Linked DNA regions of Mus musculus: regions 2, 3 and 4 are each linked to region 1. A link is a contact called in public Hi-C and promoter capture Hi-C data. All regions are on one chromosome and are shown on one strand. The core of a region is the stretch at or near the end of the contact, and the rest is flanking DNA. Distances in the headings are between cores, read along the strand shown.

Region 1 (6,734 bases), core at 4,020-6,519:
GTGGGTGTGGCCAATTTTAAGAAGCCAAAGACAGAGTACAGAAAGCTTGCCAACTGTGGGAACCAACTATTGTGGCCAGCCTTCTTCCTCAACCCCACCCTCAGAGAAAAACAACCAAGCAAATACAAATGCCCCCTCCCTTGAAGAGCCAGAACCTAGCCTTAGAATCCTTGACGAGTAGCAACCTCCAGAGCTGGAACTTCAGATGTAACTGTGATGCCTGCAGCTTCTCACATACAGGAGAAGCTGGGTTTGGGGTTTTGGTTTGTTTGGTTTTGGTGCTGGTTAGAGCGATGGCTTTAGTTACAAATGTATTAGGAGACAGGATGACAAGGTGCTTGCAAAGAAAGCAGAAGACGGTGAAGGACTGAAACAGTGTACTTCTGGAAAAGGAGAGTTGTTGGGCATACTACAGCCATGATGACCAGAGCCTCGAGCCGAGGGGCTCGCTATTCACAGAGCTGGGGGGAGAGTCTAAGGCAGAGCTCTTGCTTAGTTCACACAGGATTCTGGGTTTGATCCTCAGCGCTTTGGAAAAGAAGTACAAAAAGAGGCACCCACAGAAGATGAGTGGGAAAGACCTTTATTGTAGAACATTTCGATATAAAATAGTGAAGGAAATATACTTACTGTCTTAGTTAGGGTTTTACTGCTGTGAGTAGACACCATGACCAAGGCAAGTCTTATAAAGGACAACATTTAAGTGGGTCTGGCTTACAAGCTCAGAGGTTCAGATCATCATCATCAAGGTAGGAGATGGGTAGCACCTAGGTAGGCACGGTGCAGGCAGAGCGAGAGTTCCACGTCTTCATCTGAAGGCTGCTAGTGGAAGACTGACTTCCAGACAGCTAAGGTGAGGGTCTTAAGCCCACGCCTACAGTGACACATCTCCAAATAGGCCATACCTCCTAATAGTGCCATTCCCTGGGCCAAGCATATACAAACGATCACACTTACCTGTAGCCAATCTTGAGTTCTCAATCTCTTTGGTCTTTTATTTTGAAGTAACTGGCAGGGGCAGTTCAAATCAGGGGAAGGCTCTGCAGGCCCTTTAGCCTGGTCTTCAAAGGTAGTCCCATGGGGCAAGTCTGTGGACTTACATGCAGAATCTTGAGACAGATGGACTGGGTCACATTGTTGATTGGTGTTCATTTTGGAGACTACTGCTTGAGATAAAGCCACATGATAGTGGACTGCAAATGCTACCAGGTAGATGAAGATGTTGCAAGGCTCTGCCATCAGACTTCCACTGATGAAAGAGTTCTACCAGCTCACCCACTTCTCCCACCAATACCAAGAGCAGGTTCCGAGGCTAGTGGGACTGCTCTCAGGCCCACACAGTAGCAAACTCTGCATCGAGTCATCCAATGTCCTGGAGCTTGGGCCCCAGGTGGACGCTTAAAGAGTTTGCAGCAGCAGAGGCCTTCTAGCCCCACGCCACTGGGACATATCTTTTGTATTTTTATACTTCAAAACCCAGGCACTAGGCTCTGAGCATCCTTGTAAGATCACTTCTGTTCCACAGTTAAACAATATTTTAATGTACAATATATATTAAACTGGTTCTGTAAGCCAGGCAGTCCTTGAACTTGCAATCCTCTGACCTCAGCCTCTACATCAGCTCGAATCATAGGGGTGTGTCAGTCAGGCCTAGAATGATTGAAACTTGAGTGGGCAATATATAATATTAAAGGTAAGTAAGATCGTCAACTACTGGTAAGTGGTGGGAACTGCAAGGTCCTCTTAAAATGGACACAGAAGGATCTTAACTTAAAAGAGTTGGTAGCTTGACCACCACCTACACATTCATTTAGGCTGTTGACCAGTCTCTCTCTCTCTCTCTCTGTATGTATGTATGTATGAATGTATGTGTGTGTGGACAGCACATTACTTGGTGTAGGATAAAGACAGTTTTCTCATGTATGTATGTATGTATGTATGTATGAATGTATGTGTGTGTGGACAGCACATTACTTGGTGTAGGATAAAGACAGTTTTCTCATGTATGTATGTATGTATGTATGTATGTATGAATGTATGTATGTATGAATGTGTGTGTGTGTGGACAGCACATTATTTGGTGTAGGATAAAGACAGTTTTCTCATGTATGTATGTATGTATGTATGTATGTATGTATGTATGTGTGGACAGCACATTACTTGGTGTAGGATAAAGACAGTTTTCTCATGTATGTATGTATGTATGTATGTATGTATGTGTGTGTGGACAGCACATTACTTGGTGTAGGATAAAGACAGTTTTCTCATGTATGTATGTATTATGTGTGTGTGTGTGGACAGCACATTACTTGGTGTAGGATAAAGACAGTTTTCTCATGTATGTATGTATGTATGTATGTATGTATGTATGTGTGGACAGCACATTACTTGGTGTAGGATAAAGACAGTTTTCTCATGTATGTATGTATTATGTGTGTGTGTGTGGACAGCACATTACTTGGTGTAGGATAAAGACAGTTTTCTCATGTATGTATGTATGTATGTATGTATGTATGTGTGGACAGCACATTACTTGGTGTAGGATAAAGACAGTTTTCTCATGTATGTATGTATGTATGTATGTATGTATGTGTGTGTGTGGACAGCACATTACTTGGTGTAGGATAAAGACAGTTTTCTCATGTATGTATGTATGTATGTATGTATGAATGTATGTATGAATGTATGTATGTATGTATGTATGTATGTATGTGTGTGTACAGCACATTACTTGGTGTAGGATGAAGACAGTTTTCTCATCTTACCCAAAAGTCAGTTCTGATGATTTCTGGGCTGCACAGGAGCCTCAGACAGCTGTGTCTCCTCAAAAGAGAAAGCTGCCTTTGCAAATGGCTACCTTTGTCCTTAATCATAACTCTGATGGTTATCACTGTTGATGGCTTACCAAGGGCCAGGCCATGTGTCTACTGGGGTGCACAGGAAACGACAGATGGTTATTTGTTGAATGACTGAACAATGCCGAGTGCTTTTCAATTAACCTTCACATGCCATCACTTTGACATGGGCTTTAGAACTTCTGTTTTATAAAATTATAGTGAGAACTGGACATACTACCACCTCAGAATTTGTACTAAGTGCTTTATGTGTGTTGCTAGCCCATCAATCCATATAAAAGCTCTGTGAAATAGATGCTTATTAGCCACATAAACTAGACAGAATTTAAGTGAGTTACTTAAGAACAGGCTCTGGGCGATCAAGCTCTCCCCTCCCACCTCAGTACTGGGGATTTAGCCGAGGGTTTCAAGTCTACCTCTTCCCACTCCAACCCCGGGCCTTCCACTACAAGGCTAGAACTTTGGCCCCCTTTTCATTTTAAATTTTTATATTGAGACAGGGTTTTGCTAAATTAAGGAGGCTAGCCTTGAACTGGTTCTGTAACCCAGGCAGACCTTGAACTTGGAATCCTCCTACCCCAGCCTCCACATTAGCTGCCAGTCTGGCCCGGATTTAAACATGAGCGGGCAAAGCCAGTTAGTACCTGGAGAACAGACTAGCACCTACACTCTGGAGTTCAGGTTCTTCACATCCTAAGATCAAGTTCAAAATGGTAGGAGTGGAGATCTCTTCCCACGCTCCACTCACTCACTCCTTTTTCCCATCCCCACTTGTTCCTAAGATGAACAATCCTGCAGACGCGGCTGGAAGTTATATAAAGAAACCTCAGTGATCCACGGTATGGGTTTTTGGTGCACGGCTGGCTGGGTTAGCGCCTTTATTCCTTCGTCAAACACACATTAGGCACTCTTATGTGCACAGTACTGTTAGCACATTAGTGTGTACTCATTCGGAGGAGAGCAGCAATTCTGAGGCTTCCTGGAAACCTTTGGCTGAAGAGTGACGGTTTCCTTAGGAGGCCCGCTGGACTTCTTCCCTTGGAATTGTTCTATCTCTCAAGGTGGCTGGAACAGGAAGCTTCCTTCCCCGGGGGTTAAGTAAACTTGAGAACAAAGTGAAAAGCCTATCGCAAAACCGCCTAGGGAGACGCCACAGGAACTTAGGAGCGCTAGGGAGTCAGTCCCCCAGGCCATCTTGTGTATAAGCTGACTTCTTAGAGACAAGATAATAGAATTTATAGAGCTAGGAGTTCCTAGCCCTCCGGTCACAAAGATCCCAGGCTCCAGCCCTCAACCTTAGAAGGTTCTTGTGCAAAAAAGATCTTTTGGGATGATTGCATACATTGTCCTCTGACAATGCAAACGTGACAGCTGCCTATCCAACAACCGTTCCGCCTCTGTTCGCCAAAGTTCGTGCCACACAGGCTTCTCCTGCGCTATAGTTATGCAACCTCGCTCGCAGCGGGAGTTATTTCCTGTGCTGCTGGATGCGCCAGATTCATGTAACCCGCCTACCCCGGGCTTCAATGGAAGCCGTTCTCCATTAACAAGCACTCGTGCTTCCAGAGATGAATGCCCAGCATTGCATGCTGTTTGCGCAGTGAGGATCGCGCTGCGAGGTATTGAAACCAACTCTTTCTACACACACACACACACACACACACACACACACACACACACACACACACACACACACACATCACACGCACACAACTACCCTTGTGCAAGAAGCAAGGGAACTGCAGCAATGCAACTAGAGGGACAGCAGGAGGAGCTCGCTTTGCAGTCCTGGCCTGTAACCCCCACTAAGAGATGAACTCATGCCAGTTCCATTCTTTGCAAGAAAAACACAACACACGCGCGCGCGTGCACGCGCACTGAGCAGTACGGAGTGGCCTCCCGATTTCTTCCCCGAGCACACGGTGTGCTGCCCGCTTGTCCCGGCAACCCGGATATCCCAGGCCGAGTAACGGGGACTTGAGCGTCGCAACAATGCCAGTCCCGGAGCAGCTCGGCTCACAGCTCCCACCCCCGCCCCCTTTCCTCGGCGTGCCAAGAGTTTGGAGCGCGCGCACGCACACGCGCGCGATGCAGTGCAGCGACATATCCCTCCGCCACCCTCCTCGCCCCGCTCCCGCTGCCCGACGATTTGGGAAGCGAGGGGAGGAGGGAACTACTTTCCTGAAACTTGTTATGCTGCCCACGATCCAGAGCTGCAGTGATTCGACTGCGGGCCGCGGCTTTTAGGTTTCCCCCCGACCCCTCAGAGGCCCCGCGCCTCCGGCTTGCAGCCGCGCCCCACGTCCGCCCAGCCGCACCCGCGCGAGCCCCGGCGGCCCAGAAGTCGCGAGGGACTACTTCGCCTGCCTCTCCCGCGGGCGCCCCCGGTTCGAGCGGCGGAAGGAGCGGGCGGCGTGAGCGCTTCCGCCGCCCCCCTCGCGGCTCCCCTCTCGCGGGCGTGAGGAGCGGGCCGCCGAGCAGCGCTGATCTCGGCCCTCGTCGCCGCCGCTCGGCACTGTGCCCTCGGGCTCCGACGCTCGCCTCGCGCCCTGCCTGCGGCCCCTCAGCTGGAGCGCGTCCGAGGCAGCCCCTGAGGGCCGACCAGGCGCGCCGCGCGGGCAGCCGGCGGCCAGGCGGGAGATGGTGCGCGGCACCTCGGCGGGACCGCGCCGCCTCCCGCAGCCAGCGCTCGGCTGCCCCCCGCCGGCTCCCGCCGCCCGCCCGTCGCCGCGCCCCTGAGAGCAGCACCGCCTCAGCCACCGGCCGCGTCCCCCTCAGCGCCCGCAGTCGCCCGCGCCGTCTCGGCTTCGCACTCGACCTCGGCGCGGCAAACCGCTGGGGTCGCCACGGCCGCGCTTGCTGCCGCCGCCCCCCTGCGGGGGTGGCCGGGCTGCCCGGCTCGCGGGGCACCGCTCCGAGTGAGGCATCCACCATGGTGAGGCCCCCGAGCCGCTGCCCGCGCGCCCCGCCGGCCGTCGTCGCCCGCCGCCCCTCGGTGCCGCCGCTGCCGCTGCTTCCCTGCCTGCTGTTGCTCCTCCATCTCCTGATCGGATCACGGTGAGGGAAAGATGAGCGAGGAGACGGCGACTTCTGACAACGAGTAAGCGAGCCCTGGCCTGGTTGAGCCCGGGGGGCAGCCCCCTCCCCCCAGCCCGTCCCGCCCGGGAGGTGATAGATGCCCGATGTGTCGGGCCATTTTCTTTAATGGCAGCACCCCTTTTCATTCGTGCATTTTCGCCTCTCTGCTTGGGGAAGGGTATCGAGTGCAGTGCAGAGGCGGCGTAGCAGTCGGACGTCTCCGAGACAGAGTAATAATGTGGGTAGCTCAAAGTGGAGTAGAAACTACCCTTTGCCTGCCCTTCACTCCGGCGTCAAACCCGCCCCCCCTCCCCAAACACCTTGAACATCCAGCCACCCTGCCTCTACAGCTATTTCGCTCGGAAACTAATGTGTGGGAGCACCTCCAGCCGCAAACTGCTCTTGAATCCTAATTCGATGACTCAGTGACTCCTAAATACCGATTAAGCCTTCGCCCCCCGCCCCACTTTTTAAACTTATGACCTATACTATTCTAGTAAAAAGATAGGGTTAGGGAAACATTTTAAGAATTAAATAGGATTAAGGACACCTGGAGTGTGGGCGATGTTGAGCTATTGTGTTTTTTTATTATTATTTTTTTAACCTTCGAGAGTATTGAACCCGTCTTAATCAAGAACAGAGTAATTAAAAATTTTGAATGCTAGGGTTTGGCTTCCGTCTGTGATAAAGTACGGTTTACATTGCCGAACGCGTTGGTGACTTCATCAGAGCTTGATCCATAAGTTTTTGCTTTTTTGGACTGTCCTTAGGTTTTCCAAATGAATCACCGTGCCTTTTAAA
Region 2 (6,146 bases), core at 711-3,210, 1.1 Mb before region 1:
TGTCAATCAAAGCCCGGAATGTCAAGGTAGTGAATGAATGATGGTTGATGATGATGAAGAGGAGCAATCTTTCAGACCCGTTTTTTTTTTCTTCCAGTAAAACTCCGCGAGGGGTTTCTGCTTCTTGAATTCTTCCTCCCCCCTCCCCCCTCTTTTAGCTTTGCCCCCAAAATAGCTCTAATATGATCCTCTCTTTTTAAAGTATTGTTCAAAGAAAGCAAGGAGAAAACCAAGAAAAAAATGAATAGTTTGCAAAAATTGGACTTCCTCCCCCCCTCTCTGGTAGGTATTTTGTCTTTCCCTCTCTCTCTTTCTCGCTCGCTCTCACTCGCGCTCGCTCTCTCGCGCTCTCTTTCTCTCTCTGGGAGATGAGTGAGTGTCAGTAGGTGTTGGCAGGTTGGCTGCAGCCGGGCTTATAGTAGAGCCTCAGTTTGGCGGCGCGGGTCGGCGGCGGGAGAACGAAATGACGGAACCCGGAAGTCGTGGTGGCCATAGCCCGTCCTACGGCGGAGACACATCCCGAGAGTGGGGAGCTGGAGCGAGGAGGAGCGCGCAGCGCGGAGCCTCTGATATGCAGCGAGTGCGGTCGGACGGCCCCGGGGGGGGGGGGGGGGGCTGGGGAAGGGGAGGCTGGAGCGGAGAGGACCGGAGCAAATCAGCAAGCCTGCTTCTCCAGGGGGACGACGCGGGAGGGAGAGGAAGAGGGGAGGGAGGGGGGATGAGGGAGGGGGAAAGGGGGAAGGGAGGGAAGGAGGGAGAGCGACAGGAGAGGGAGAGAGAGGGAGAGAGAGAGAGAGAGAGAGAGAGAGAGAGAGAGAGAGAGAGAGAGAGAGAGAGAGAGAACACGCGTGATTGGAGGGGGAAGGAAGAGAGGTGGAAGAGGACAGGGAGAGCGCAGACAGGAAAACTGCAGAAAGCCACAGGGAAAGTACGGTACAGACTCAGATCTTTTTATTTTCAACTTACTTCTCGTTTATTTCCCCACCACTCCTCTTGGCTCCTGCCTAACTGGGTCGCGTTGGGGATGTTTGGCATGGCGCTCTAGCTTTTGTTCGTTTTAATTCCGCGGCCCCCTTCCTCTGCCGGCGGATTACTAGGTCCCGAACTCTGCCACTACAACCTAGAGCAGCAAGCTCCGCCAACTGCACCACCGCCAGGCTAGGATTTTTGTTGTTGTTGTTGTTGTTGTTGTTGTTAAGTGGTACTTTCTTTCTCGTGCAGATGCAGAGCCCTTTTTGTCAATATTCATTTTTGTCTAGTACAAGATATGAGCAGCTGAACTCGGAGCATAGTCCCTCGGTGCGCTGCAGACAGTGTAGACCACCATTGAGAGTCTAGGGGTCCTGGGCTCAATCTGGAGGGAGAAAGCAGGATGAGAGTTAGTAGGGCGGGAGTTAGTGGGGTAGGAGTTAGAGGAGAGGGAGTTGTTTGGTGTTTGTTGTTTACCGATGTAGACAAGTGTGTGTGTGTGTGTGTGTGTGTGTGTGTGTACGCGCGCGTGCGTGCGTGCGCGTGACCGCTGTGCGCCTCTAAAGTGAATCTTGGATCTAGGAAGCACCGGAGGAGAAAGATTAAAAAGCATGTGAGACAGAAGATGCTTGCGAGGAGTGGCTGGCTCTGGCTGCCCAGCTTTGTTGTGGTTGCCCTGGGCGCAGCGGTTGTAAAGAGGGCTAAAGGCTGAGTTAATTACACCGGGAGGATTTCGCTGGATGGGGACCATGGGACTGGCTCCTAAAGTTTTCCCAAAAGGAAAAGGAAGCGAGTAGGGTTAAAAAGGTAAATACCCGACTAGGTTTTGGTAGAAACTAGTTCTGGCCGGGGTCCCGCCCAATCCCTGGCCGGAGTTCCAGCTGGCTTTACCTCTGCTCTGCTGTTTCCCCGCGGCTGCGCGTCAATCACCGAGAGACGAGAGCTGGGGGCGGAGCTTTGGTCACCCGGCGCGCGTAGCCGGGTTCACCCTGCCGCCACCAGGCAGCTGGCAGCGCGACCCAGCCACGCACTGGGAGCGCGCCCTCTCCCCAACTTCTCACCCTCGCCCTGGGTTCCGGGCCCCAGGCCCAGAGAATAGCAAACAGAGTAAGGGTTTGCTGTTCAACTGCGGCCTCCCTCCCCAACTCTGAACCATCCCGTGACAGAAAGCAGCGCCTCCTGCAAGGGTGCCTTTGACTGGACTTTCTCATGGGGGCGGGGGTGGATGGGAGTGGTTAGGTATAGTAGAGTGGTGTGTGTGTGTGTGTGTGTGTGTGTGTGTGTGTGTGTGTGTGTGTGTGAGAGAGAGAGAGAGAGAGAGAGGACTTACAGAGAGAGGGAGAGGGAGACGGAGAGGGAGAGGGAGGGAGGGAGGGAGGGAGAGAGAGAGAGAGAGAGAGAGAGAGAGAGAGAGAGAGAGAGAGAGAGAGGTTTTTCTCCCATTTAGCATCTTCCTGGTTTCCTAGCAAGCTTCTGAACATCCCAAGCTAGCTAAAACTACTGCATGCCGAGACTCCATGCGGAGTCTGAGGAAATTTGGCCTCGTTCTCCTAGGGCTGGTGAATGAGCTCCGGAGGTCAATAAAGCCCTCCAAAAATGATGAATGATTGAGCACCTGTGATGATGATAGTGATTACCAGAGCAATTAAACAGTTTGATTAAATGAGCCATCATAACAATGATGTCTGCGGGAAATCGGCCCTCACATATAAAGACAGTGTGGAGGGGCTGGCAGAGGCCCGGAGAGCGCGCCGGGAGAGGGGTTGCAGCCCGTGCGAGTTTGGCTCCAGTGGCCAAAGCAGGGAAGGCGGCCTCGGGGACCTTCTGGGAGCAGAGTCCAGCCAAGGGTTTCCCTCTCTTTCCGCTTCAAGCCCAAGACAGCAGAGCAGTTTGGAACCCGAAGGACTATATGGTCCTTTCCCCCTCCCCCACCACTTTTTTCCCCCCTAGAAGAACTTCAAGATTACAAATATCCGTCTCATTTGATGCTGAATTACTCGTGGACAGATAAGAAAAGGTAAGTAAAAAGAAAAGGAAAAGTTGGCCTCCAGAATTTTTTTTTTTGGGAGGGGGTGAAGTTAAATCTCAGTTTATCCTCCTAGGGTAAAAGAGAGGGAAAGAGAGAGAGGGAGGTGAGACACACACAGAGACAGACACAGAAAGGAGAGACACAGAATATGAGAGAATATTTGGCCTGGCTGAAGACCGTTTTCTGCTTCACAGAGTTGTGAATGATACTGGATCCAAGTTGTCGGCCCAGCACTGTTGGCAGAGTTTACATTCAGTTTTGATTCCTCTAATTGTTCTTAATTTCAACATTGGCTATTTAGTATCGCCAGTAAGATTTTTGCTCTTTTTAAATCCTGGTTAAATAAACGCCAGTTAGGAAGTTTCTTTTTCAAAGGAACACGGGTTTCCGAGATAAACGCTTCTTTTGTAAAGAACAACTTCGTGAGAAACCTCTGCATCTTCCTGTAAGCATGCTTAGCTCTTTTTTTCCACAGCGGTTCGCAGCCCCCACCCCCACCCCAACCCCAGCTTGTTGATATTGTAAAGCGATTTAATTTCCCGGTAACCTTTATTTAGTAAAACTTCTTTAGCATTAAGAAAAAACAGCATTAATAAAGTTTCTCCCTGAGTTAAAAACAAAAATCCAAGTTGATTATTTCTATTTTCTAAAGCAATCGTTAAGGAAATAATGGCTTGATGAAGGGTGGTAATTTGGGGTTTTACAAAGAAAAATGCTAACCCCGATTTATACTGTGGGCAGTGCAGACGGAGCTTAAACTTGAACCTCTTCCTCTCCTTCACCACGTAACTTCTTATGAATTTTGGCAAATGCCTTAAAGCAAACAAGAGGACAATCTGGTCAGATGTAGGGGGCAGAAAGGAAGGACATTTTAAGAAAAGCGAGAATTTTTAGGGAGACTTTTAGAGTTAAGAAGTGTGAGGTGGTTGAAAATAGCATGCTGGTGAAGGCCTTTTGGCTTTGAAATTCACTTTATCTAAAAGGAGCGGCTGCTTTCACTGAAGAGATGGGTTACACAGATGCACGCTATTGGTAAAACTCTTAGTTTAAATGTTAGTTTTAAAATCTACCACTGCCATGCATTGCACAGGGGATCAAGTTGGAGTATCTTTCCTGATCCCTGTGATACCACAAGTTGTGATCATCCAACAGCTTATGGGTGTTTTTATTAATACAACAGCATAGGTTGCATATAGTGAGGGACTTGCCTCTGTTCCTCATCTCGATTTCCATGTCTGGTAGAAGCCATTGCACAACAGCGAGGTGTCCACACTTTCTCTTTTCTTTCTGTATATGGGCACCTTGTTTTCAGAGCTTCACACTCCACACCCTTTGTGGATTCATTTACTCTCCCACATTTGAGGTGAAGGGAAATAGGTGGGGCAGCCCCAGAGACAGACAAGAGATGGGGGTCACAGGCGCCATGCACACCTCAGTCAACAGTCAGCCCCTTCTGCCCAGGCTGGAAATGGTTTTAACAGGCGGTAAAATTTCATCTTGCGGTGTCAAATTGGGGTCATTTTGGGGTTAGAGTTCTCAGTGTCCGTGAGGAGCTGTCCAGCTGTGTGGGGACTCATTAACTGCAAAAGATCTGTTTCAGTAAAAACAATTCAAAGACAATTGGAAGGCTAAAGACTCTCTACAAATCGCGTTTTACAAGTGCCCCAGAACAAATATGGTTGGTAAAACCTATTTCTTCACAATCTTAAATCAGCTACTTAGCTCTGGAGTGGGGGGTGGGAACATTGAATTAAAAAGGAGGTGAAAAGGGGGGTACTGAAGGGGGTGAATGAGAAAGAGAATTGGGCCTCTCAAATTTAAGAGTCTGTTTTTAATCACCCCCTTTCTTATTGAAGCATCTCCTAGACTTCTGAAAAGCACTCCTTTCTATTTCTCCCTTTCTTCTTTTGATCCCTTGTGGAATGTTACTATAGGTAACATTAAGGATTTAAGGGAATAATATAAGCCCCCTAGTTCTGTAGTCCAACGGCATTGGCTTTTGGGAGGGGAGTTAATTTGAAGTAGCATTTATAAACTCCAACTTTATTTTAGCTGTGCTTGTTCAGCCTCCTTGAGGTGGTAATTGCGGCTGTTCTTTTTATATCCCCCCTCCCCAATGTCCAGATCCTCTGCACAGATAACTCCACATTCCTCAGAACTGTGAGGTCCTGAAGTGTTAATCTGTGTATTAAAATCACCAGATTTAAATCCCTTTTGTCTTCTTTTCAACAGTTAGAACAATTGATGCTTTATTACCAGAGCCAGTAAATCCAGCCTTAATCTTGTTTGTAACTTTAGTTAATGTTTTGATTTGGAATATTTCGTATCAAGGAGAGTTTTATTGAAGAAAGAAGGTGAGATTATGTTTGAATTGGGGAGGTTCTGCTCAGCCTAATGGAAGATAACTTACTCCTTTGAGTTAAGAGGGGTTTCATTGGGTCAAAGGAAAGCTCATTGCTAAAACGGGAGGCTAGCCATAGGAAATGCCAGGGTTTTTGACAAACAAGGTTGATACTTAAAAGTAAAATATCAATAGGAACGAAGGACCTTTATTTCCTTGAATTAGTGAATCTAGCCGGGGTGGGACCTCAAAAACACACGATCCATTTGCTTTTTCTCTTGCCATGTCCACTTCTGCTCTCAGGTTTTCTCTTTCCATCTGCACTACTTTCCTTTGGGTTCTAAAGGAGGGTGAGTTTTAAAAGTCCTTTCCCCCTTTCTCCAGGATTCCTGGGCTGTCTGTAAATTGTTCTCCAAGGGTGCTGTGGTCCTGCAGAAACAGCCCTGAGTCTTATGTTATTGGGACAAAGGCTCAGGGCTTAGGTTGTCTTCTGCCCTGGTCCTGCTGGCTGACAGTTGGAATTTTTGATATATATTTTATTTGGCATTTCTATTAACGTGTTTGTCCCACACTCCAGCCCTTGGAGCCATTTATTACTTTTAAAACGTCTCTTCTCCGTAAACCTCCGCTCATCCTTGTGAACTGTTTTTGACCTTCTCCGCAGTATAACTGAAAAGTTACAGTAAAAAGAATTCTGCTCACTTGCTTACCTCTTACCTTGGTTCGTGCTCTTTCTAGATGGTGTCTACCCTGGGAAAGGGCCCCTGTCCTCACACCACTACTACCACCACCTTACTGGTTTATTTT
Region 3 (6,808 bases), core at 1,080-3,579, 1.3 Mb after region 1:
ACATTTCTATTATCCATTAATGATACAGTGAAATTTTCTTAATAAGCAGGACCCTTTTCTACATGTCTATATGGTCACTTGTTCTATGAGTTCCCTCTGAATTGAAACATCACCTCCAGGTGAGAGGCAGATGCTCACAATCCCAGGAAATAAACAACCCCCCTCCCCAGCAGTAGAAAAAAAAAAAAGGTGAACAACTTCTAGGGAGAAGTCTCTGGCCTGGGTAACTCTCAGAGATACTAGGACTGTGGAGTGTGGGGCTCCCTGCAAGCTGTGCAGGTAGCTCACAATAGTAGCTTCCAGGGTCTTCCCTCTTGCTGGGGTGTGCTTTTTGCTGGTGTAGCTGCTTTTAAGTCATCCCTGCTCCTTTAAGTAACTCCTCACCCACATTTCTATTAGTAGCACCAATAACAACCCCAATGGTTCATCAAGTTATATTGGTGCATTCGTTACTTTGGGGTAAATTGTGTGTGTGTGTGTGTGTGTGTGTGTGTGTGTGTGTGTGTGTGTGTTGTGTCACCCCAGGAAAAGACTGTCACACAATAATTATTGTTTTATTAAATAAAAGTATTTTTACTATTTTGCATTTTTACTATACAGATATTAATAACATAGAAAGTGTTACACTTTAAGGTGTAATGGGTTTCAAATGTCTTTTTCTGTTACACACATGCTTCTTTATAAACAAAGTCCACAATATTTGATATTTAAAGCATTCCTAAGGATGGAGAAAATGAAACAATACTGGTGACGACATCTGACATTGTGGACCTGGATGACAAATACCTGGGGTTATTATAATGTTTCCTCTGCTTTTATGTTGAAAAAAATCCGTATTGAGTTTTTCTTTTGTAGTAGAAGAAGAGCAGTTGGAAACTGGAAGGATTTTAGAGATTAGTGTGGCCATATTCGTGATTTAGGAACTTTACTTTGGCTACAATAGGAAGAGCTGCTTAACATGGGGCAAGGATGAAGACGGCCGAATAGAGAGCCAGTGAAGAGGTGGTAAAAATGGGCTGCAGCTTAGGGGGAAACTGAGGACATGATGACAGTTTGAATGTGAGAGCTGAAAAAAAAAAAAAAAAGGCAGCACTCAACAAATATCTTCACTGTTTGTTGAGTTCTGCCATGTATCCAGGCAGGGGTCCCTGGAAACAGAACAGGTCTCCAGCTGAAGGAGGGAGGAGGTGGTTTCTAAAAGGCCTTTGTGTTACCTTGTCTGATCAGAGTGGTCTGAAGGTGAGATGCCTAAGTCAACATTACTAAGTGAACAAGATAGATGCAAACAAGATTGACAGAGACATGTCACCTAACCTAACTCGAGGCATGATAGTGCATTTTTTTTCTGAATTAAGCTACAGCAGGTAGACAACAAAGCAATAGCAATGTCTGAATAGATAGGTTACTTATATGCGTGAAAAAAAAATATGGTCAAATAGGGATGGTGGCACAGTCTCATGATCCTAGCGCTGAGAGGATAAAGTAGGAAGATTACTATGAATTCAAGGCCAGACCATGCTGCAGAGGGAGACCCTGACTCATATGGACACAAATACATCCCTTAAGTATGTAAAGTAGGGTGCAACATTTTACATGAATGTGAATGCTCAAATTTACATTAAATGAACTGGTCGGATAATTCTCTTTGTGGGATTTGAAAATGCAAGGAGAGAATTTCAGAGAGTCCAGAGAGCATGCATGAGACATTTAATTAATGATTCAAGGGTAACGAATGTGGGAAACAGGGTTTACGGTTTTTTCCTCCCAGTAGTCTCATTCTGGGAAGGTCAGGTAAGATAAACGATTTAACTCATGACTGCGCTCTAAAATTTTCCTCTCTCTAGCCAGGCAGGGTGAAGGAGTTCCAGCGCCTGTTTCTGCTACATACTTGTTTTGTGAAAACTAATATGTGTTGTCACTTTGACCTAAGAGACTGGCTCTCCAAAGTGTGTTGGCAATTCCTGACTCAATTTCTCCCCTCAGGAAGAAGGCAAAGCTTTCCCCTACTCTTGTTTTATTAGAAGTCTTGGGCCATGAGAAGTTGGAGCAAAACCCCGCCCACTGGCCTTCTCCGGAGTGGGCCAAACGAGTCAGCCGCGGAGAACCCCGCCTTCAGACCCGCCTCCTGGCCTAGGCTCCGCCCAAGGCCCTCTCACCTGCTCAGAGTCACGCCCCTAGGTCGGTCTTCAGCTCGAGACTCCGCCCCCAGGTTCGTCTCCCGCTGGAGATCCTGTCTTTAAAGCGCCTCCCCAGAGCAGAGCCACACCCCCTAGACCTGTCATCAGCTCGAGGCCCCTCCCCCAGACCCGACTCCGACTCGAGGCCCCGCCCTCAGTTCGGTCACGGCGCGGGCTGGAGCTCCCCTACCCACCCCAGAATCACCGCTACCTCGCCTAGGCCGCTGCGCCTGCCCCGGCCGCCATGGCTGGGGGCCGCGGGGCCTCTGGACGCGGCCGGGCTGAGCCACAGGAGAGCTATTCGCAGCGACAGGACCACGAGCTGCAGGCCCTGGAGGCCATTTACGGCTCGGACTTCCAGGATCTGCGGCCGGATGCGCGCGGACGGGTAGGAACGTGGTTGGTCTGGCCCGGTGTTCTCCAGTCTAGGAACCCAGCCAGACGCCTCCAGTCTGGGGCGACCACTTAGATCCTAAAGGCTTTTCATATTGCAGTTCCACTACCCTCACTTTCTGCCTCTGCGCCGCCACTGGTCTTGAGAAGGCAGCACCTGGCCTGAATTCTCTTTTTTCCCCGGTCGGGCTCCTCTCTCTGCTGTGCTTCTTATTCCCACTGACGTCCCCTAACCACCCTTCGTCCTTCCAACCATTCTTCCCCACACTGACTCGCCCCAGGCCTCGAGGTGGGTTGTGACTGCACATTCATAGTCACTCATTGCTACTTTGTGCTGGGGATGCTTAGGGGGCGTGGGTCCAGGTCTTGTGCTCTCAGCAAACAAACTCCCAGGTCACACTGTGTAAATCCCGTTTCCTGTGTGGAAGAACTTTTTGTACCTTCCTCCGAGACTTTTGAGGAATAGGTATAGAACATGTTTATTGTCGCTGTAATGCAGTGTTTACCGAGTTCTATTTAAAACATCACTTTCCTTTTTTGTGTGGAAGTTAAGCTGAGGGCAGTGACAGTCTCTCCCTATCCTTGAATAGTGTATCTGCCGAACTAAAATGTTCCTGAAGTTTGAAAGTACTTCTTTCCTCCATCTGCCTTACTTCTTTAACTCACAATGTCTGTCTTTTCTCTATATCTAGTATTTCTTTAGGAAAAGGCTTTACTTAAGCTGTCAGGGCCAAGATTCTCCCACTAAACCAATATACTTTTTAATTTAATGATTTAGACGCTAGGAACACAGTCATGGGTAAAACATGCACAAAACCCCTGCTGCCGGCGGGAAGCTTACTTTTTTAGGCCTTATTTGTAACTTTACATACAGTTATACATGCTTCTTGTAAATAGTAAGATAACCTACAGGTCATCTGGCAACTTCTCTGTTTCCAGGGAACCAGGAAGTAGGGCCTAGGCCACCAGAATAGTGTTACAGAATGTGCAGGGGACTCAGGGAGACCCAGCTGGCTTTTTTTTTTTTTTTTTTTTTTTTTAGTTTTTTTAGTTTTATGTTCCCAAGGTGCAGGAAAATGGAAGGAAAACCATCAGCCACTTTTAGGTAATGATACTGATAATCCTAAGAATTTACAGCTGATCCCAGTTAGCCCAGGAATTTACAGCTCACGGTGGCCTTTATAACCAAGAAGACTTAACCCAGAGATAGTGTAAAAGGCAGGTAGAGTTATTCAGTAGTAGACTCTGGCTCTGGATCACAAGCAATATCACCAACACTTTCTTTCATAGGCCTTTCAGGCAAATAATTGATGCTCAGTCTGATGAGTCAGAGGTTACGCTTTGAACAAGCTCTCATTAGCACCCGCTACTTGCCTTTCTTCAGGGAAAGGTTATTCGGTGCCACTATCCTGAATCTAGAACCCTTGAGGCCTAGTAGTTTTCAGAATACAGAAGTGTTCTTACACATAATCCGGGGTGTATGTTCCTCCTCCTTCCATGCCTGTGGGGGTGTGTTCACAATGTAAACGCAATGAAATAAATGTATGAATATGCAAATGTCAGCCTGAACACAGTGAGGACAATGACCTCTTCTCATTTCAGGTCAAGTTTACTGCCAGTAAACTCAGATCACTTTTTTTTAACTTTTGGGGGATATGTCATGGATTAAATGTCAGTTTTGAAACATTTCATTCATGGATAGTCAAACAGTTCAGAGTGTATATCAAAAATTAATTTACACATTTAAAAGTTTGGGTATCAATCATTTAAGATATAGTTTACAATTCAAGGACATTTAAAAAATACTACTTATTTATCTTGTCTAGCTTTCCGTATCAGCAGAGGGTCTGCTTCCTCCCTTGGGAGGCATTGCAAACCCTCCCTCCTTCCTTCTGTCTCTGGGTCCACTGGTTGTTTATGAGTGCACTTATCTCTTTAGCCTTTGTCAACATTGCATGCTCCGTCCTTTCATTTTGACAGTAAATGAATGAAAGCTGTCCCATCTAATTTGTATTTCATTGGTTAGAAACCATGTTCATGGTTTTTCTTTTTCTCTGAACTGTTTTTTGTTTGTTTGTTTGTTTGTTGGGTTTTTTGTTTTGGTTTGGTTTGGTTTTTTGGTTTTTCGAGACAGGGCTTCTCTGTATAGCCCTGGCTGTCCTGGAACTCACTCTGTAGACCAGGCTGGCCTCGAACTCAGAAATTCGCCTGCCTCTGCCTCCCGAGTGCTGGGATTAAAGGCAAGCATCACCACTGCCCAGCTCTGAACTGTTCTTATTCATTGATTTATTTTTCTCTTCTAAGGTCTATTTTCTTACTCAATGGTAAAAATGTAGATGTATGTTAGGGAAATTTTATTTGTGGTAACATGAAACAAAAATTTTCTCCTAAATTAATCATAGACATATTTATGTAATTTATGCAGTTAAAAATTTTTAACAGAATCAAAATGAACTACTTGTTTTCTGAACCACATGGCTATTTTATCTCCCTCTTCCCCATCTACAAAGCACTTCCCCATCTGAGGGCGGGTGCTCGCCTAGCACATCCTAGGTTTGATTTCTCAGCACTAAGAAACAAAAGTGGGGGGAGGAAAGACCCTCCCCCTGTTCCCGTGTTACCATAAAAAAAATAGAAGGAAGAAAGAAAGAAAAGAAAGAGGATAAATCGTCAGATGTTTTGTTTAGTTATTTAAATTATTTAACTATTTCATGACACACACGAGCACCACCTGACTCTAACTACTGAGTGTTGGGACTAAAGGCGTGTGCCACCACACCCAGAGACTTCATGTTTTTAAAGCTTCCATCAAATAAATGTAGAAATATCTTTTTCAAGAGGGTCTAGATCATGTTCTCCGGGTGCTGTCCATTCTCACAGTCTGAGAAACACGTGAAGTTTCCACTTCTGCTGCCAATCTGAAGTGCTGCCTCTACACACACACACACACACACACACACACACACACACACACACACACACAGGTTGCTAACCCTTCCATTTCAGTGCTTGGTATAAAGCTTTCCAAAGTTGATATTAGCAATTCCCAAATGTATTTGCATCTATTCCTTGCCACCATCTCTTTAATTTTCAATGCTGTTATAACATTGTTTTAAACTATTATAAATTCTTAACAGTCCTCGGTGTTTAACATTGTTGCCATTCACTGTACCGAATTTTCCTGTTTCAGTGTGAATGTTTAAATGGCCTTGCCTGATACCTTCTTCTTTCACTTTCTGCTGCTATAACATGCTACTACAAATTGGAAACTTTATAAACCAAAAACAAAGCACAATTTATTTCTTACAGTCCTAGAGCCTAGAAAGTCTAAAATCAAGGGGCTATACCTTGTGAGGACCTTGCTGATCATAAATAGCAGAAGGCATGGCATGCCAAAGGAGGGTATTCCTGTGTGCTTGTGTATCTCTTTGTCATCTTATAAAGTCACTGATCTCATGATTATGGCCCCTCTTCTAAATATCAGACTATATTAGGATCGATTAGTTTTCTAATACTTTTGAGGGACACATTGAAACTATAGTACCTGGTCCAATCCTGTTCGAATTTTTATTAAAACAAATTCTGAATGTTGTGATGTTTGTTCAAAATGGAGCTGAAGGTCATATTAAATTTTAAAGAATCTAATGTTTGTTTGTTTGTTTGTTTTAATTTGATGAGCAAATGTTTGAGAAAAGATAAACTTGGTCATTATAAACAAAGTATTCAGTTTTAGAGATGGAGGAATGAGGGAAATAAATATTTAAGGCATTTCATATAAATCTAGAGGAATGTTATCTAATTCCATTTTCTGAGCACTTGCCATTAGTATCTTTCTGGCTATTACTGTGTTCATTTTTTTTCCTGATATGATGTGTGTGTGTGTGCTTACACACGCACGTGCATGCATGTGTGCACGTGTGCATACTTACAGTGTACCGCAATATGTGTTGAGTCCAGAAAAGGATATCAGGTATCTTTCTCTGTTGCTTTCCACTTGTAGTCTTTTGTTTGTTTGTTTGTTTGTTTGTTTTGTTTTGTTTTTAATCGAGACAGGATCTCTCACTGTACCTTAAGCTCACCATTTGACTAGGCTGCCTCCACTTATCTCTGCCCTCCAAAGCTTTGATTATTGGCACACATAGGCATGTGGATACGTATGGGTTTTCTGTGGATCCTGGGAATTCACTCAGGGCTTCCTGATAATACAGGAGGCCCACCTAGCCATTCTTCCAGTCCAT
Region 4 (6,874 bases), core at 4,155-6,654, 1.5 Mb before region 1:
CTGTGAATGATCTGCAGGCCCCTGATGAGCTTGTGGACATGTCTAAGAGGCTCCGGTCTTTCCCCAGCACACGCGTTCATGTACCTCCCTCTGTTATAACACAAACACTCCAGAGGAGTCATCTCTGCAAAAACACCACCTTTGTTCTCTATCCTCCTCAAATATGGTGATGGTGAATGTGCAAATGCCAACTCATGGCCTTGCCATCCACCCATGCAGGCAGACTATGATTCAGAATAGAAAAGGTATGTAGACATGATTTGGTGAACTTATAGTCTAAAGAAGAATTGAGGCTTTGAGCTATGAAAACAGATGCCATTAATTTCATAGGGTACACATTTATTTATTTGTATATGGTCTCGGGCATGCTAAGCAAGTGCTGCACTTCTCAGTGATGTCCCTGGCCCACATGGATAAAAATTACTTAGTCAGTAAAGATTTTGCACTGCTGCCTTCTCTGACACCGGGGAAGAATGAAATGCAGTGGTACAATGATGTTAATGGCGAACGATGATGGTCATTACACAGAGGTCTAAAAGGAACATGTTTTATTCCTAAGAGTTCATAGAAAGCATGATGTCCTAGATCCTGCAGTTAGTACTCTGGTTGAACTTCTGTGGTTTTCCATATTGACTAGAAGAGACACAATGGTGCTTAAAATGTGGTCTGTAAGCGGGCAATGGTTGTCAAACGCTTTGTTACATATCTGTGTTGTGCCATGAACCCCCAAAACACTGCCAAGAAGCCAATCCGATGCAATCACATTAGGGGCCCTTGATTCAAGCTCCTGCTTGGGCTCCCCACCCAACCCTGATACAGCAGAAAGGAGGCGCCCTGAGCTTAGTTTCAGACAAGCATTTATAGAGGCAAGATGGGGGTATCGAGCCTGCTACACATCTGACTGGGGGGGGGGGTACATTATGGCCTTTAACATAATTGGCTGGTTCCGGGAGACAAACCGTAAACTTAACTTCAGCTTTTCTCCTGATTGGTGGTTGTTAGGAAGTGAAGTGGCAGAGGCAAATTTGCTAGGGAATAACCTGGAAACTGGTGCTAGATGCAAGTTTTGTTGGGGAGTAACCTTGAAAACTGGTAGACACAGGTCTTGTTGAGGGGTGGGGTAGCCTGGAAACTGGTGTGAGGTATTAGCCAGTTAGTTTACTTGAGTTCAACCTTTGTCAGGTCTTCTAAGATGGAGTCTGAACCCAAAAGGTTTGGTCTCTTATCTAAATATAGCAAACATTAAAGGCTGCAAAGAGTTATGCCACTTGACTGAGTCCCTTGTTAACAAACTTGCCAGCGTGTCTCTATCTTTTTACATTTCACTTTTCAGTAATTCATTTTTGATCTTATTTTAATAATTTGTCCACAATAAATGGAAAGAAAAGAGGTGGTTTAACATAGATAATTTGAGAAATGCTCTTCTAAAATGTGGCACAGTAAGTTAATAGAAACCACTTATAGGCTTTACCTTTGCTAAGTGGGTTTTTTTTTTGTTTTTGTTTTTTTTGTTTTTTTTTGACAACAAAGACCCAAAGAGGTGCCACACTGAACTGCAGGAAGATGTGGCAGTTTCGGTGTGTAGTGGATCTTGGTGAAAGTCCCGTGGACATTCCTCTGGTCTTAGACCACTGATTACAGACCTTCCCCCGACTGACTTCATACAGACACACACTCATCCCTATCTGTTTACAGTTGGTTTGTCTTTCTGTATATTTTCTTTCCCACTTTTTCTTCATTTTCTTTTCTTTTTTCTTTTGGTTTCTTTCGAGGCGGGGTTTCTCTGTGTAGCCCCGGCTGTCCTGGAACTCACTCTGTAGACCAGGCTGGCCTTGAACTCAGAAATTTGCCTGCCTCTGCCTCCCAAGAGCTGGGATTAAAGGCGTGTGCCCCCACTGCCCGGCCTTTTTTCTTCAGTTATTGAGTTGAGTAGTTGCCTCCCCTCTCCACAGCAGGTGTTTCATCTTCACTGATAATCAGAAGATTTTTTTTATTATTGTTTTGAGATTAGAATAAAATGACTACTTGCTGAAAGGTGATTTAAGCTTTGGTTCAAAAGAGAGATGACATAATATCTCATAATCAGATCAGCTTGTGTTCAAACCACCGTTTTACAATTTAGTAACGAAACATTCCAGGTAAGCAGACCTTAATTGTTTTTTAGGTTTATTTTATGTGTATAAGTGTTCTGCTCACATGTATGTATATGGATCATATGTCTGCTTGGTGCTCATGGAGGTCAGAAGATGACATTGGATTCTTGGAACTAGAGTGATGAATGGTTGTGAGATATCATGCAAGTGCTACTAACCAAACCTGGGTCTTCTGCAAGAGCAGCAAGTGCTCTTAACTGATAAGCCATCTTTCCAACCCGACCCATCAGCAGCAGCATCACCACCACCATCATCATCATCATTATTATTTGACTTCAGTTTCCAATATATAAACCAGTAGCTTTACTGGACAGTGTAACTGCCGAGATTCAGTAACATAAGGTATCAGTGGAATGATAATTGCCCATAACAGACTCTCAAAAAATTAGCATTCTTCTTTCCACATGTTCAGTTAGTAGACTTCATTTACTTTAAAATGGTCAGTGTAAATGTTGACAGAAGCCCTATGAAGAGCATCAGAGTTTTCAATATAATAAAAGTAGTGTGATCATGGTTTTAAAAACTTGCGCTCGATTTGGTAGGTTATTTGAAAATATGGCTGAGTCTTTCCAAGGCCACGAACTCCTTACTCTGCTTAGAACTCTGCTACAGTGGGAATAATTTCCCCAGCCGCCTAACTCTGCTCATTCTTAATTTTAACCCTTTGTATCAGTGCCTTTACTGAAAGGAGCACATGCCTCACATCCACACTGCACCCCTCTTTTAAAATGTTCAACATTCAACCATCCAGGAAGGGGGTGATGAGGGATGAGCGCAAAGCGGGCAGGAGCAGGAAGAAAAAAAGGGGGCCTCAAGTACATGCTCAGCCAAGTGCAAGCATTTCTGTTAGGAGGGGAAAAAAACCAATTAAGTCACAGCAGAAGAGCTCCGCCCAGCTCTTATTTTGTACCTAATACGTCACTGCAGATGAAAGCAGCACAGAACACTCTGCTTCTCCCAGTACTAACTTTGTAAACAACGACCAGATTTGAGTTAAAATAGTAGGCTGCCAGCATGTTCAAAATAAAAACAAGAAAAGAAACCTGGCCATTTCCGTAAGGGTTGTGAGGGCGAGGGCAGGACAAAAGCCAGGGAGAAGAGGGTTGCTATAAAAACAACTAGCGCAAACATCCTTGAACTGATGTTTTCTATAAAATCCCCGATGGCTGTGAACTGGAAGGAGCGAAGCTGTGAAGGGGAGAGGGATTGGGAGCCAAGTGCTGTCTGCTTCTCGTCAGTCAGCTTTCCTGCACAAGTCACGGCAGGGTCAGCAACAAACTAACCAGGTGGCAACTCCAGGCTCCGCTGCCATAAATAACGGTTATGCGCTAATGTCACACAACCAGATCTAGATGTAAAGCATATGGGAAGGAAACTTTCTGAGGTAAAGATCTAGAAACTCGCAGCGCTTGCTCAATTCAGGGACCGCTGTTGGTCCTGAACTTTGGAAACTGTCAAGAAAATATAGTGAAAACTAGAGGGGGAAAAAGAGCCCCTTGTATGTGATTTTTTTTTTTTTAATTAGAGTATTTACTTTAAAAAAAAAAAAACAGAAAAATGGACCCTTTGGGTTTAGGAGAGTGACTAGGAGATGAAGTGATTACGCATTGTTGAGAGGCAGCAACACAGCGTACCAATTTTCACTTAAATCCCACTCTGGCTATTGACTTGTTCTCATGACCTCCGGGAAGTTCCTTGACCTTTTATGCCTTTGTTCACTCTGAACAAAGGAAGGACGGAGCAATAATGGGGATAGAACCTGCGCCAGGGGAAGTTACTGGGATTAAGGGAGTCCTTACAAGAATACCAACAAAACACTATCTAGTAAACATCCTACCTAGTTTACTTAAGGAACTTAGTCTTTATAACCTAAGTTACGTAAATAATGTCTGTTGAATGCTATGCTAAATAAATGTCTCTTGTACTATCTTATTGTTTTTATTGACAGATGGTCATTGGACATAGTGCTGATTTCACAAATATAAATTCTTTCATTTTTATGTCCACACACTCCCCCAGTCTTATTGCTTTCTCAGTATTTCTCTGCGTTCTTTCTTGTACATATGTGTATGTATGTAAATGTGTGTGTACTTGTGATCTATGTAAAACTGAAGAGCCACAAGGGAGAGGAAGCAAAAGATATTGGTTTGAGTCCTTTTTCCAGATGTAGTCATTATTTTAATCTTTAAAACTGTGTTTCTAAACCACATTTTGTTTATTCTTTCATCTGTTGACTGACAACTACGGTGACTCCATAACTTGGCTCTATACTACCTTATTTAGTCTTAAAACCTGCCTCATGAATTACAAATTTTTATAGGTAAAGTAATTGAGGCTTTGATGAACTAAAGAATTTACCAATGGGGTCTTATCTAGGCCAACCTTCCAACTTACACTTTACACCAAATGAAAGCAGTAAACCGTTTAAACGTGCTAAAACCTAAGCAGATTTTCTTCCTTTTGCTCAAAATGGGAGAGAACACATATCATACGCCCACCTTAGAAACAAAGGTTTCAAAAAACCAAACCAAACCAAACCAAATATATAGATGCTCTAATATATTAACTCAGAAGTTCGTATTTCTACACATTATTGGGCACTCACTATTGTGGGGGCCAGGAATTTACTTCTTTATGTATGCGAGAGTGGAATTGACATTCTACTGCCAGTTGTTTTAAGATGCAGAATTTAAGTTCTCAACAAAACCAGCATTGCTTTCCACCAGAGAATTTAATGCAGAATTTAAGTTCTCAACAAAACCAGCATTGCCTTCCACGGGAGAGGCTGAAGAACTTTCCCAGCACAGGCGAAACCGCTGGTTTGCAGAGATCCTGTTCGCTGCTTAGCTTCCGCTCACCTTGCTCCTTTGCAGGCCATCTGCTCAGAGCGGCAGAACTGGGCGTGTCGGAAAAAAACACATTCAAATCCCGCGCTCCACCAGAGCACTTCCGGGTTTCCAACTCCAGGCTGGAAAAGCATCCCTGTGACCCGAAACGGGCCGTCTGTGTTTCTCGCAGCTGGCAGAGTGTCTTCAATGAGCGTCTGGGTTCCGATCTCAGGGAGGTGTTGCTGGGGACACCTGCCCCTAAAGACGCAAAAAGAATTCGGTACGCAGCCGCCACTTCCTGGTTGCTTTGCCCTTACCCAAGATGGCGGCTAGTTGCCTTCGGCCCGGCTTACTGCGGCTGCTCAGTACACTCTGCTGGCGCAAATAGTTCTACAGCCCGCCTCTCCCGCGGAGGTGAAGCCTGGGACGCTGCGTGTCTCCGCCCCGCGGTGCAGCTAGGGGGGTGTGCTTTGGGGGCATAAGGGATAGCTAAATAAGTGGAGGGCCCAGGGTCGTACCGCGCTCTGCCCTTCCCTAGGTTCTAGGCACCAAGCCCGCACGAGCCCAAGGGTGATTTTTCCTTGGGCCCAATATGATACTAACCAAAGCCCAGTACGAGGAGATAGCCCAGTGCCTAGTGTCTGTACCGCCCACTAGGCAGAGCCTGAGGAAGCTGAAGCAGAGGTTCCCCAGGTAAGTCCCCATCTCCAATTCTCACAGCATTTTACCTGCACCCCAGTTCCCGCCACCCTGGCAGTCATAGAAGCCACGTGTCACACACAAATGGGAGGAACAGAGTTAGGTCGAAGATCATGAGAATGCTCTCTTCCCTCCACCTGCCTACCATACAAAACATTTAATGGCTGAGGCTCCTGAAGTCACTCCAGGCCTTGGGAGTTGAATCCAACTCAGCAGATCTTTACTTGATACATATTGCGGGTATGAGAGTGTACACATATTAAGTAGGTGCTTCATAGATGACCAGTGGTTAATCCACAGATACTAGCAGTAAATAATTGGTAATGGGATCTTTGCAACGTAAAAAAACGTGAATTGGCGGTTCATCGCACTGGGGTGCTGCCAACTTGACACAGACACCTAGAGATGGTAGATCTAGAGTGAACAGGACCCTTTCGGATTGCCACTGGTAGCAAGAGGGCCCAGGCCCAAAGGGGGCCTTGTCTTGTTGGCTGTGCAATGAAAAGATTCTTTATAGAGTTGAGAACATTAGGGGGTCACACTCTTGAGTCTGGTCATTTGGATCTCAAGGTCTGAAGGTTTCTCATTGTGTGCATACGTATTCCCCATGGGTTTCATACTTTTCACTTTGTTGTGGGATTTTAGGATTTTCCCACCTGCTAGGAAAGGTTTCTTAGAGATTATATAACATAGATTTTTTTCCATTTATAAGATGTAAAAACTGAGACCCACTCATTACTTGAATACCTGTTCAAAACAACTAGGTCATCATAATTAATATGTTAAATAATACAGAACATTTTGTATATTTTTTTATTCAAAACATATTATGACATTGAGCATAGTTACTCCTAATGGAGAGCTTTCCTATCAATAACACATAGCCTTTGACCATGCATCACCAGAGAGATTTCATTGAGAAAGACAAGTTATTGGATAGTAGGTATCAATACAAATTGAAGCATATCTTTCATGACCTCATATTTGGTAGACTAATTTTCCTAGACTCTAAAGAGAAAGGCTCTCCTTCCAATATTGTCCATACTTAAGGACTTTGTAGCTAGGGGATTTATCATAGTTCCTGTTCAAGAGCAGAGTTGACAAGTTGGAATTTAATTATTATCACTAGTTTTTTTTGCATCCTTTCTAAAATGAGTGGTGACTGACCATCCAGGGGGAAAAGGTATAAGATGT

The links. Promoter capture Hi-C pulls out the DNA fragments that hold promoters and counts their contacts. Hi-C and Micro-C count contacts between places; a contact is called where the count stands out from the background. Capture Hi-C pulls out chosen DNA fragments and counts their contacts.
Region 2: a Hi-C map of cardiomyocytes shows a contact between it and region 1, with 2.7 times the contacts expected there. The contact joins the promoter of G630016G05Rik here to the promoter of Spred1 in region 1. A contact is called at or near these places in 2 of 39 promoter capture datasets (the 3T3-L1 cell line and cranial neural crest), 2 of 484 Hi-C or Micro-C datasets (cardiomyocytes and embryonic stem cells), 3 of 115 datasets of contacts at active chromatin or transcription factors (astrocytes, embryonic stem cells and stem cell-derived neural progenitor cells) and 1 of 9 other capture datasets (embryonic stem cells).
Region 3: a promoter capture Hi-C map of pancreatic islet shows a contact between it and region 1. The contact joins the promoter of Eif2ak4 here to the promoter of Spred1 in region 1. A contact is called at or near these places in 6 of 39 promoter capture datasets (the C10 cell line, the HPC-7 cell line, hippocampal neurons and 3 more) and 1 of 9 other capture datasets (pancreatic islet).
Region 4: a promoter capture Hi-C map of pre-B cells shows a contact between it and region 1. The contact joins the promoter of BC052040 here to the promoter of Spred1 in region 1. A contact is called at or near these places in 2 of 39 promoter capture datasets (embryonic stem cells and pre-B cells), 1 of 484 Hi-C or Micro-C datasets (B cells) and 3 of 115 datasets of contacts at active chromatin or transcription factors (embryonic stem cells and large pre-B cells).

Annotation. Positions count from the first base shown.
Region 1 is chr2:117,115,802-117,122,535 of GRCm38.p6, forward strand. It overlaps Spred1 (sprouty protein with EVH-1 domain 1, related sequence), which reads left to right and starts at 5,270. Exons shown (of 7, transcript NM_033524.3): 1 at 5,270-5,955. The coding sequence starts at 5,924.
Region 2 is chr2:116,065,265-116,071,410 of GRCm38.p6, forward strand. It overlaps G630016G05Rik (RIKEN cDNA G630016G05 gene), which reads left to right and starts at 1,961. Exons shown (of 5, transcript NR_153841.1): 1 at 1,961-2,076; 2 at 2,920-2,986. It also overlaps a transcript of Meis2 not described here.
Region 3 is chr2:118,386,288-118,393,095 of GRCm38.p6, forward strand. It overlaps Eif2ak4 (eukaryotic translation initiation factor 2 alpha kinase 4), which reads left to right and starts at 2,330. Exons shown (of 39, transcript NM_013719.3): 1 at 2,330-2,565. The coding sequence starts at 2,422.
Region 4 is chr2:115,576,312-115,583,185 of GRCm38.p6, forward strand. BC052040 (cDNA sequence BC052040) reads left to right here and starts at 5,405. Exons shown (of 11, transcript NM_207264.4): 1 at 5,405-5,674. The coding sequence starts at 5,574.